Linked DNA regions of Rattus norvegicus: region 2 is linked to region 1. Evidence: chromatin contacts called from public Hi-C data. All regions are on one chromosome and are shown on one strand. Each heading gives the region's core, a stretch centred on a gene start, on an enhancer-like site or on the middle of the called end of the contact. The rest is flanking DNA. Distances are from core to core; before and after follow the strand shown.

What was found. A called contact is a pair of places that touch in the nucleus more often than the background predicts.
Region 2: a Hi-C map of hepatocytes shows a contact between it and region 1, with 2.8 times the contacts expected there. The contact joins two enhancer-like sites. A contact is called at or near these places in 3 of 12 Hi-C or Micro-C datasets (hepatocytes, liver and mammary epithelial cells).

The regions. Positions count from the first base shown.
Region 1 is chr2:13,211,161-13,216,795 of GRCr8, forward strand. All of the region lies in intron 86 of Adgrv1 (adhesion G protein-coupled receptor V1), which reads right to left. Among named protein-coding and RNA genes, the nearest start is that of Rnu1-149, 86 kb to the left of the region's middle. Within about 2 kb of position 2,716, at least 37 of the 93 cell types and tissues checked have an H3K27ac peak or open chromatin away from gene starts, as enhancers often do. A contact at or near this core is called in hepatocytes and liver, where this site is marked.
Region 2 is chr2:13,380,754-13,386,388 of GRCr8, forward strand. All of the region lies in intron 84 of Adgrv1 (adhesion G protein-coupled receptor V1), which reads right to left. Among named protein-coding and RNA genes, the nearest start is that of Rnu1-149, 260 kb to the left of the region's middle. Within about 2 kb of position 3,163, at least 9 of the 93 cell types and tissues checked have an H3K27ac peak or open chromatin away from gene starts, as enhancers often do. A contact at or near this core is called in hepatocytes and liver, where this site is marked.

The DNA of each region.
Region 1 (5,635 bases), core at 1,466-3,965:
GTGTCTAGGGTCTACCTCGTTTCCACTGAATGCATGAGCAGACTAGACAGATGATCCTTCCCCTTGTTGTTCCCCTTAGAGTTCCACGTCTGGCAAGGCATTTGCATCCTCCCCAAGAAGACAAAGCCACCGTGTTGCAACAATTTAGAATTACAGACCTCACAGTGCAGGCTCTTCAGAGGCTTGGTCTGTAAGTTTTTAATTAGCACTTTATGAGGAGGTTTAGGACTCAGTTATATTTATGAGTGTCTGATGCTCAAGAAAAAGAATTGTCAAAGAAGGTAGCAATCATTATTAGTACACTGATTGGTTTATGTGTTGTGCTTTAGATCACAGAGATTGTTATTTTCCTCAAGTTAGAAGTAGGCAGAACACAGGTTGATTTCTGATCCAGTGAATCTCTCATCCAGTCTTCATCACAATGTAAAGGAGAGATTGTCTCCTCTTTATTACATTATTTTATTCATTTACATTCCAAATGTTGCCCCTTCCAGTTTGCCTCCCCGAGTTGTTCACCCCATTCCCTTTTCCCTTTGCTTCTGAGAGGGTGCTCCCCCACCCACCCACTCCCACCTCACCCCAGCCAGCATCCCCCTTCTGTGGTATATCAACTTTCTACAGGATTAGGTGCATACTCTCCTACTGAGGCCAGACAAGACAGTCCTCTGCTACATATGTAGGGGGAGGGATGGACCAGGCCGTGTATGCTCTTTGGTTGGTGGTTTAGTCTCTGGCAGCTCTGAGGGGTCCTGGTTAGTTGATACTGTTGTTCTTCCTATGGGGTTACAATTCCTTTCAGCTCCTTCAATCCTCTAACTCTTCCATAGGGATCCCCAACCTTAGTCCAATGGTTGGGTGTAAGTATCTGCATCTGTCTGAGTCAGCTGCTTGTAGAAGCTCTCAGAGAACAGACATGCTAGGCTCCTGTCTGCAAGCACAACATGGCATTAATAATAGTGTCAGGGTTTAGTGCCTGTGCATGGGTGCATGTGATCCCAAGTTGGGATGGCACTGGATAGCCTTTCCTTCAGTCTCTGCTCTATTTTTGTCTCTGCATCTGCTTTAGACAAGAGCAATTCTGGGTCTAAGAACATTGGTTCTTATTTATGTCTTATTCATTTTCACCAAGACTTCCAAGGCTCCATTTCTGTTAGGTTGCCAGACTTTTGGTACCCTCCAATATTCACTCAGCACCCAGGGCTGTCAGTTGCCAGCTGACAGTGTGCTCAATATGCCAGTCAAGCTCCTTAAACCTTTCACTATTGAACACCATGACTGAAAGCCAAGGAGGTACCACTCTGAAGTCCACCAAATGAAAGCAGGGCGGTGGACCCTTACTTGCTGCTTCTGTGCCAAAACCAACTATTTGACCTGGAAATTTTTTTTTCATATTTAGAATCTCTATTGCAATGTAGGAAAAGAGAACCAACCAAAATAGAAAACTATTATTATATAATTAAGTGGTAAGGTGGAAAAAAATGGCTTACCATCCCCGTGTATATATGGGATTATAATTACCAGTCTATTCTGATCTTTTTTATATTAAGGGTTATGGACCTTTAAATAACTCTTATGCCTCATCACAAACAATGTGTGTATAGTATTTTTTACTTTAGTTTTTTTTCCTATCTTAATTTCACTTTAGGAAACTTAAACCTGACAAATGGCATATTTAGAATTGTATGATGTTATACACACTGGGAAATGTGGGTAATTTTGAGTACTTGTGTCACATGCATTGTGGCCAAAGTATGAAGTTTCCTAAGAGATCCTTTGGTTGGCTGTGGCTTTCTGTCCAAAAGAATTACAAAGACCTCTAGTGGCTTCCTCCGTATCCAGTTTAAACTCCCTTTGTGAGGAAGAATCACCGTATTGTCTGATTATCAAACAATGTCACTTTAAGAAATCTTTTGCAGTTTTTCATACGACTAGTATTCGCTGCATTCATTGACCCAGGCCATTGACTCATAACCAGAGATATTGCATGGCTTTCTATGACAAAAGCTCTTGGGAAAACGCCTGACTTTTGCTTTTGAACTCATCATGTAACCTGGAAGGTGAAAATCACAGTCAGAAGAGAACAGCTGAGAAGTCACAGTGATCCTAGTCTGTATTGTAACTTCGAAAAGAGTTTAGATTGGTGCTCAATTTATAAAATCTAGACTTTCTATTACTTGAGAAAACAATAAAATCGATTACAAGTTTACAATGGGATGGAACAAAATACTGGTTTCTGCGGTCGGTCGGTGGTTACAGTGCTCACTCCCTTGCTTAGGGTCTGGTGTCCCCAGCACACAGGCCAGGCAGGTCGCAGCTGCCTATGGCTTTAGCCCCCAAGGATGTGATGCTTCTAAGATACCTGCACTCACATCTCCACATACACAAATTAAGAAATGGCTTCACTAATATTTATAAGACCCCAGAGCAGTCAAATGACTTTTGCCTTATTTTGTAAAAGTCATTATTTTGTGCCCTGCAAAAAATGTTGTGTTCACCTGTTCACATACCATTCTATTTAAATTATTTGCAAATATTTAATCTTGCTTGTAAGGCAAATAAGTTTCAAACGGAAGGTTCTGATAGAGCCAGGGGCTGATGATTTACGTCACCGACCCTAGAGCTGGCTCAGAGCCCAGTCAGCTACTTCCCAGCTGTGTGACTGTGCATCTTACGTAACTCTCTGTGGGTCAGACGCCTCACTTCTGAAGTTCCTCAGTGAAATAGCTGGTCACAAGGACAGCTCAGAGTCACACTGGAGAGTAAGGACAGACGCAAACGCTGTTGAGTAGTATCTTCCTGTTCTCATCGTATCAGCACTCGGTAGCTGACTGGTACATTTTCTCCTGTATCTTGGCGAGAATGGAAGTGGGTGGCCTTGTGCATGGAAGGGAGTCCCCTGCAAACAATGCCTCATTCCACCAGGAGATCCTTAGTTTCAGGACTTAAAACAGGAGGCGAACAACTTTGACTCAACATCCTGTGACGATGTGATAGTTTTGTCATATCATCTCGCCACTGCTTACTGCTGATACCTCTTGTCCCAAGTTCTGTCCCTGAAGACAGGGTGGAGTGTGTGGACAACAGGACACTGCTGGCTTAGTGTTCTGCCTGTGGCTGAGCTTTTCAAGCCATCAGCTAAAACAATTCATCCGCATAACTTGCTCTCCCTTGAAGTCTCTTACAGAAGACACATGTATTTTCAAGGCGACTATATTTGCTGCTTCGATTATTTATCACAATGCAATCTTTATGTCTCATGTGTATTCTTTTAGGTCATCGTGCATCCACTTTGATAATTTCTGTGAACACGCTACCTGGCTTAGGTGAATCATGCTTTCAAAATCTTCCTTCTGTCTTGGGTAATGGTTATTGTTTCCTCACTGTCCTGTTCCTGAATGGGTGATTTTTACATAAATTATTTCCTGCAGTGGGAGAAAGCTGGGTACAGTGATTTGGAGAACAGAACAGTAAAGTAGGGAAATGTTTTAGAGTAGTTCACCTGGAGCTGGAATGATATGGACGGAGGATCTTTTTCATTTCCCTTTAATTAAATTTTTTTCATAGAATTTGATCATTTTATCCTCCTCCAGCTTCTCTCTCTCCCCCCCCCTCTCTCTCTCTTTCTCTCTCTCTCTCTCCTAAAGGTTTGGGTCAGAGACACTTGCTGTAGGATATAAACCCCTGCCTGAAAAAAAGATCCTAAAATAGTTCAGTTTTGGCAAAGCAGGTAGTCACTGATGGAAAACTCTAGGCTTTTATCCTGGCACAATCCCGAGGGAAGTCTGTGGGGACCTCTGGGACTCCAGGCAACTTGATGCTTTACATTTGGTAAATTTGCTGCCAAAGCCATCGCATCAAGTTACTGAAATCTTAGTGGGTGTAAATTGCATCAACTGTCATTTATCCTTGTGAGAAACTTAGGGGCATGCCTTTTACTGAAAGGAAAGATTTAACCTTCTCATCCTATCATGCAGTAAATAAAATTCTAAAGCCTATGGAACGATCTCATGATATAGTTCAAGACAAGTTAATTATATCCAAATGTGTATCTTTACCAAATGGAGAGTTTGATTGCGAAAGTACCTTTCACAATTAAACACATCCCGAGACATCAGAAAGTTTGCCTTATAAGTTTTAATCATTATATGCAGTTTATTCTTTTAATGTGCATTCAGTGAGCATTATTTTAGCTAAATCTCAGGAAGCACAGTAAACAATGCTGGTTTATAAAAGATGTACATAGCTGTTTAATGAGTTCAAATCTATAATGGCAGTAGGGTAAGCACAGTGGTTAATAGAGGAATTCCTTAGGGGTTGTTAATCAGCTTTGGAGCAGAAGCTGCTTACAATTCTAGGGAAGGCATTATTAATGTCCACTCTTTCGGCCTTTAGGTCAGTGTTCATCTCCTCTGTCTTGGAATCGTGGACCCCTTGATGAGGCTGGAAGCACTCAGGAAGCAATGGCTGAAATCACTAAGGAACTCAGACTAAGCTGTTCCAGGCCTGCGTTTGGAGAGCAGAAAGCTGATTGCTCACTGGGAGTTGAGTTATATTGAGAAGAAACAGGGCCATGCTCACGCCCAGGTTCACAAACTGATTTAGGGATCGCCTGAGTGTCAGCCTTACTTTTCAAACCCTTGCATAAGTCGATGTGCTGAGGTTGAGAAGGACTGAAATGGACGAAAATCACATGGCTAAAGCTTATTTTGCAAAGTGTGATTGTAGGAAATTACTATATGTTATTTGGGTTAGATTCTAAAATATTTTTAAAACAACTTTGAAATTCTGTTAGTTTTGTTCCTATGCATTTTTTAAAACTAGGGGACAGAGGCAGCTATAATGGCCTTCTTGTGCTGGGGGGAAAGCACTTTTAGAATCCCTGGTCAGCCATACACCCCTGCAGCCTGCATGGCCAAGATACTTTAGTGTTAGGAGATGAAGGCTGTGCACAGAAATGTGACTTATATTTCCCACAGAGTACATTCCCACAAATGCCTTCCACTCAGCGTTTGGTGACGAGCCCCCAGGCCTTTCAAGCAAACGAACCCTCATTCAAATTGCAAACAAAAGGCAGGGATAGAGTAGCCGGGAGTGTACCTGGGAAGTGGGACAGTAACTGTGCCTCTCTTATCACATCTTCACTTCCCATTCTGTAGCCATGGCATTCACACTCTCTCATGTCCTTCTGCCCTTGTGTATGGTCACTTGCCTTATCACAGGATTTCACTTTTAATTCACCATGAACACCTACAATTAATCCCCCTGCTCACAGTGTGTGGGGCTTGTACTAAGCTTACCGCTCAGCCCCATATATTCCAGAGTTTTAAATTATTAGGATGTTTTAATATTTAAGACATTAAAATACAAATTCATTACTTACAACATTTCACATGGAAAGTGTTTATTGGGAAGGTTTCACTATAAGCATCAATTCTCCTTTTAATCCTTAGTTTTTGAGTTACCCTATAGAATTTCAAATCAGATACAAATTGGCTATTCCTATTTTAGGAAATAAAAGGAAGCAAGACACAACTTAAAACTTAGAAAAATATCAATAGGCTTCAAAATTTGCTTTCAAAGGTCCCAGGACTTTGTAATGGGATTTAATTATTGACATTGTCAAATGTGGTATTTT
Region 2 (5,635 bases), core at 1,913-4,412, 170 kb after region 1:
ATATTGCTGATGCCAAGGATTGCATGCTGACAGGTGATATAGGTGATATAGATCTCTCCTGAGTGGCTCTGCCAGAGCATGACAAATACAGAGGTGAATGCTAGCAGCAAACCACTGACCCAAGAAGATCCCCATTGGAGGAGTTAGAGAAAAGACTGAAGGAGCTAAAGGGACTTGCAACCCCATAAGAACAACAATACCAACCTACCAGAGCTCCTAGGGGCTAAACCACCATCAAAAGAACACACATTCACAGACCCATGGCTCCAGCTGCATACGCAACAGAGGACGGCCTTTTTGGGCATCAATGGGAGGTGAGGCCCTTGGTCCTGCCAAGGCTTGATGCCCCAGTGTAGGGCAATGTCAATGCAGCGGGGAGGTGGAAGGTGTGGATGGTTGGGTAGGGAGAACATCCTCCTAGAAGCAGGGGGAGGAGGGATGGGATAGGGGTTTATGCATGGTTAACCGGGAAAGGAGATAATATTTGAAATATAAATAAAAATATCCAATAAAAATAATTTTAAAAAAGATAAAGAGATAATAGTAGTGGCTGGAAGTGTGGCTCAATTGTTAAAGCCCTTGCCATGCCAACAACATTAGAGTCTCTATTCCAAGAACACATGCAAATGCTATCTGGTTGTGATGGTCACCTATAACTCTAACCTTTATAAGTGGAGACAGAGATCTCCAGAGGAAGCGAGCTGGTTAGCAAGACTTGCCCTGTCAGAACTCTGGGTTTGATTGAGACCCACCTCATTGAATATTGTGAAATGGGGATAGAGGAAGACTCCTGGTATCCACCTCAGTCCTCCATGTGTGCATGCGTGTACACACACACACACACACACACACACACACACACACACACATGAAAACACAGACGTGTAAATATGCTTGCTATAAATGTCACACATGATAAAAAAGTTGACCTGAGAGACTTTCCCCAAAATGAGTGGATGATAAATGGCTAAAGGTGTTTTTTTTAAAAAAATACTTCTTTTCTATTCTTTAATAAAATTAAAAGTTATGAATTTTTTAAAGATGATTTTCACGTGCAGGAAGAGGTTGGTAACACGCAGAGACTTAGTGACAGTGAGAGGAGCAGCAGCTGCCACCATGGGGAGAGCATGGATGGGGAGGTTGCTCCAAGCTGTCCCAGGCCCTTCACAAACAGGAGGAGGCAGCCCTCTGTTCAGCATCTGAACTTGAACAAACTTCTCACGCTGGAAGTTAGGAGGCGTTTGATTTATTTCTATCTGCACAACCTGTAAGTCACAATATTCTCCTGAATGACAAGCCTTGCTTAAGTGGCTAGTTCAAAGAAAGATCTAGTTTTGACTCTAGTATTTAAACTCAAAACTTTTTTCTTGCTTTATTAGCAAAAGTAAAGTCAACAAGATCCAGTCAGATTAATGAGTAGCCAAAAGTTCTAGCTAAGGGAAAACTATCTCTATTTATAACATCATCCTACTCTGCTTCGATTGACCTCAAATAGACAGATAACAGCCAGCCAGATGCTGATGAAGATAATAGATGACAGATAGATAGATAGATAGATAGATAATAGATAGATAGATAGATAGATAGATAGATAGATAGATAGATAGATAGATAGATAGTAGATAGATGGTAGACAGAAGTATATACATACATATAAACACACATAAGTACATGCATAGATATGTATGTATATAGTTAGACAGATGGATGATTGGTAATAGGCAGACAGACAGACAGAGTTCTTAGTTCATAGCATCTGGGGCCCTGGACATGTCTTTCTTGTGTTAACAGTTTCAATGCAACAGGTCAAGTTACTTGGGATGATCAGATCTTCTCCTACAAAGAGGAGACAGTGTTCTGGAATCCTAAGTGGCTTTGGCTTCAGTCTTGCAGTCAGAGATCCTTAGAGAGTTTCCAAGAGGATAGATACTCAAAGGTAAAATGACATAGGGCTCAGATTAAAGGAAAGTCTTTTAGTAGTTGTGTGCAATCTGGATCATTCCTGAGAAACAGACATTGTACAATGACATTCCTGAATGTTGCAGAGTGATAAACAACCCAACTTTTACTGGATTCTAAATAACAGTGCTCAGCTAACATGAAATTCTCTTCTGCCTTCATGAAGAATAAACAGATGAAATTAAAATTCATGCACATGCATCGGATGACAAAAAGAAAATAAAGTAAAAAGCAAACAAACAAAAACACGTGTTTCAACTTCTAACCTAGTCACATAGCCCTCTGTGAGTCGCTATCAAGGCTCTGTGGTTCTTGTACACCATTGGGCACATAAAAGTTCTCTGCACAGGGTTTTTTTTTTAAATTCAGTTTCAGAAGATAAAGTGAAGCCAAACAAATAGACAAAAAGAAACAAAGAAGTCAGATGTTTTCCTGTTGGCAAGATGTATTAATCTGAGTAAACACCGTGCTATCTCTCTGTTCTTTTTTTAGATTTGGGGAGTTGCTTTTCCCGACAGAACCTCTGGAATTGAGAGCTGTGCCTGGCAAAGATGCCCTTTGTCCCTCCTGCCACCAGCCTGCTCAGGGCACACAGGGCAATGTGATTCTGAGATAAAGCTTCCAAAGATAGAACTGCATGTTTTTCCCAGGAAAATCTGGCAAGAGCATGAAAGGCTGTTGGCTGTTTCCCACCACCCTGGAAGTCAATGCTCTCACACCTTGCTGCTTAAGCGTTTCCTAGTAGATAAATGAGAAAAACAAAACTCGACACTGAAGGGAAGCACTCCCTGCTTGATAAACTGCTAAAATGTAAATCTTATATGAAAAAGTCTGTGATATTCCAATAAGCATAATTTTCTATATTAACAGTAGGCACATTACTATTAGCATAAATAAACAGTAGAAAAATAACTCTGTAGCCCCTGCATTTTAAAGTTACTGATGGGTGGTAGCAAGATATTTCTACCAAGGACAGGTAGAAACAAGCTTTCTGGTATTAACTTACAAATGCCTTCACTGCAGTTTTGAATACAAGTGACACAAGACAAAGCCAGAAACCCACAAATGTGTATTTGCCATGCTGCACACACTCTGTAGCTCGGTCAAAGAAAGCTTTGAAAGGAGCCTTTAATTTTTAACCTAACCCCTACTCTGCAAGACTGACTGGTTTTGGTGGAGGAAAAAAATCCTATACTGCCACCTGCTGGCATATTATGGTCAATGCCACTCACAGAATTAGAATGACACTCAGATTAAAGCATTATGAGCGCTTTCTAATTAAATTTTTTTCAAAAACTGAGTATTGATCATATTTTCCCCTCCTCTCTCTCCACATCCCTACCCATGTAACTTCAATACAAGAACAATCTATTGATTCTTTTGTATCCTCCTCGAATTTGGAATAAAGTAAATAAAATATTTAGTGAATTAGTGATACACTGTTCTATATGTTTCTAAAAATAGAGAACAACCGTACTTAAGCACATTTTCCTGACAACATGACTTACACATTCATTGTACCATACTCCTCCAAAATGAAGTCAAGAGGAATGAGATGTGGCTCAGGTGGTAATGTTTGCCTAGCAGGCACAAGGCCCTGGGTTCAATCTCCAGTAACACTTAAACCAGCATTATGACGCAGGCCTTTAATCTTAGCATACTGTACATGGAGGCAGAAAGTGTAGAAGTTCGAGGTCATCCTCAGCTACATAGCAAGTTCAAGGCACCCTGTGCTACATGAGAGCCCTCTCCCTTACATGCACTGGCACATGCACCTGTGTGCACACACTTGCACACAAACACACACACACACACAAGCAAACACATACACTAACACACACTAACACACACACACAAGCAAACACACACTAACACACACACAAGCAAACACATACACTAACACACACTAACACACACACACAAGCAAACACACACTAACACACACACACACACACACACACACACACACACACACACGCACGCACGCACACACGACAATCAACTAAGTCTTGAAGAGGAAAGATCTTAGCATGCCTGTTTTCCCAGTATTGACAAATCACACTCCTATACGTAACTGGAGACATTTTAGTCCTTTAACAAGAATGCAACCCAAGACCATTATTTTTCATTTCTCCAGGCAATTTAAGTTCTAATGATGTCTACTTAGCAAAGCTGGAGAATCCAAAATGGAGATCCAGGGCTGGGAGTGTAATGGCCCCAATAGTACAATTCTACAACTCATCCCATAAGCTCCTTCAAATTCGGTCATGTCAAAGCCAGCGTCTCTGTAAACACTTCCTTTTCTCATTTTGGAGAATCTGACAAGTTTGGAAAGTCCTCAGTTTGGAACTGGATATGCAGCTTAGTACTCAAGAGCACTTGCTGCCCTTGCAGAGCGCCCAAGTTTGGTTCTCAGAGCCCATGCTGGGTGACTCACCACTATTAATTCAGTTCTGTGGAATGCAATGCCAGCTTCTCACTGTTACATAATAGCGTTCATGTGCGTATCCCCCCACTCCACATACAGACATATTAATAGAATAAAATAAATCGTTTTTAATTGAAAATAAATTATTTTCTTATACAATCCATCCTGACCACAGTTTTCCTCCCTTCACTCCTCCCAGCCTTCCCCACCTCCCTGCTTCCCAGCTACATCCCCACTCCATTTCTCTTCAGAAAAGAAGAGGTCTACAAACAACCGAACTGCAGACAAAACCCAGGCAGGACAAAAGAAGAAACAGTAAGGCAAGGAGAACCCTCATAGCAAGGCTGGACAAGATAACCCAACAGGAGGGAAACAGTCCCAAGAGCAGGCAAAAGAGTCCAAGACACACCCGCTAACACCCTTAGGTAGCCACCAAGCTAACAGTCATAACATACACAGAGGATCTGGTGCAGACCTAGGCAGGCCCTATGTCTTGCTGCCTTAGTCTCTGTGAGCTAAAAATAAAATACAGCTTTAAAAATCTCTTGTCTAGCCAAATGAGAAGAACATTCACTTTAAGTTAGATAGTATTTTTAAATATCCAGGCAGCTGGTAAATATGTTGCGTATTTCCTATGGAAACTATACCAACTGTACACTGTATGGCTTCTGACATGAAAAATTAAACCATTATATTGGGTAAAAATAAGCTATTGAAACATATTTTTAGTTCTTTTTGCCACAAATCATCCCTTACACAATTTTATGCCACGTTGTTTTGTCTATTCTAAAAATACACTGGAAATGTACGCACTTGACTAATTGTTTTCTTCAAAACCCACGTTAAGCATAATGTGAACCAGAAGCCAATATTCTAACATAAAGATTCTGGTTTTCTTTCTCATCCCCAAACATGAGCAAATTTGTGTGCTAGCATGCTGAAGAGTTGTCTATAATAATATGGCGCCTTAATTAAATCTTATATAAATGCTGCTGCCGAAACAGCCCACCAAAATGGGTGGTGAATACAGTCAAATAAACTCTAACTATGGAAGGCAGGTTCTCCGCTGTGTTACATAGAAGAAACAAAGGCAGGAACAGACGGTTATGACGGCCTCCTAAGGTAATGTAATGCCTTGTCAAATTCAGTGCAAGCCCCTTTGGGAAACAGCTGCTACTGTCTACTCTCCACAGGAACTTTGAACACATAACCTGGAATCCAGCCCTTGATTTTTCTTTGAAAAACAGA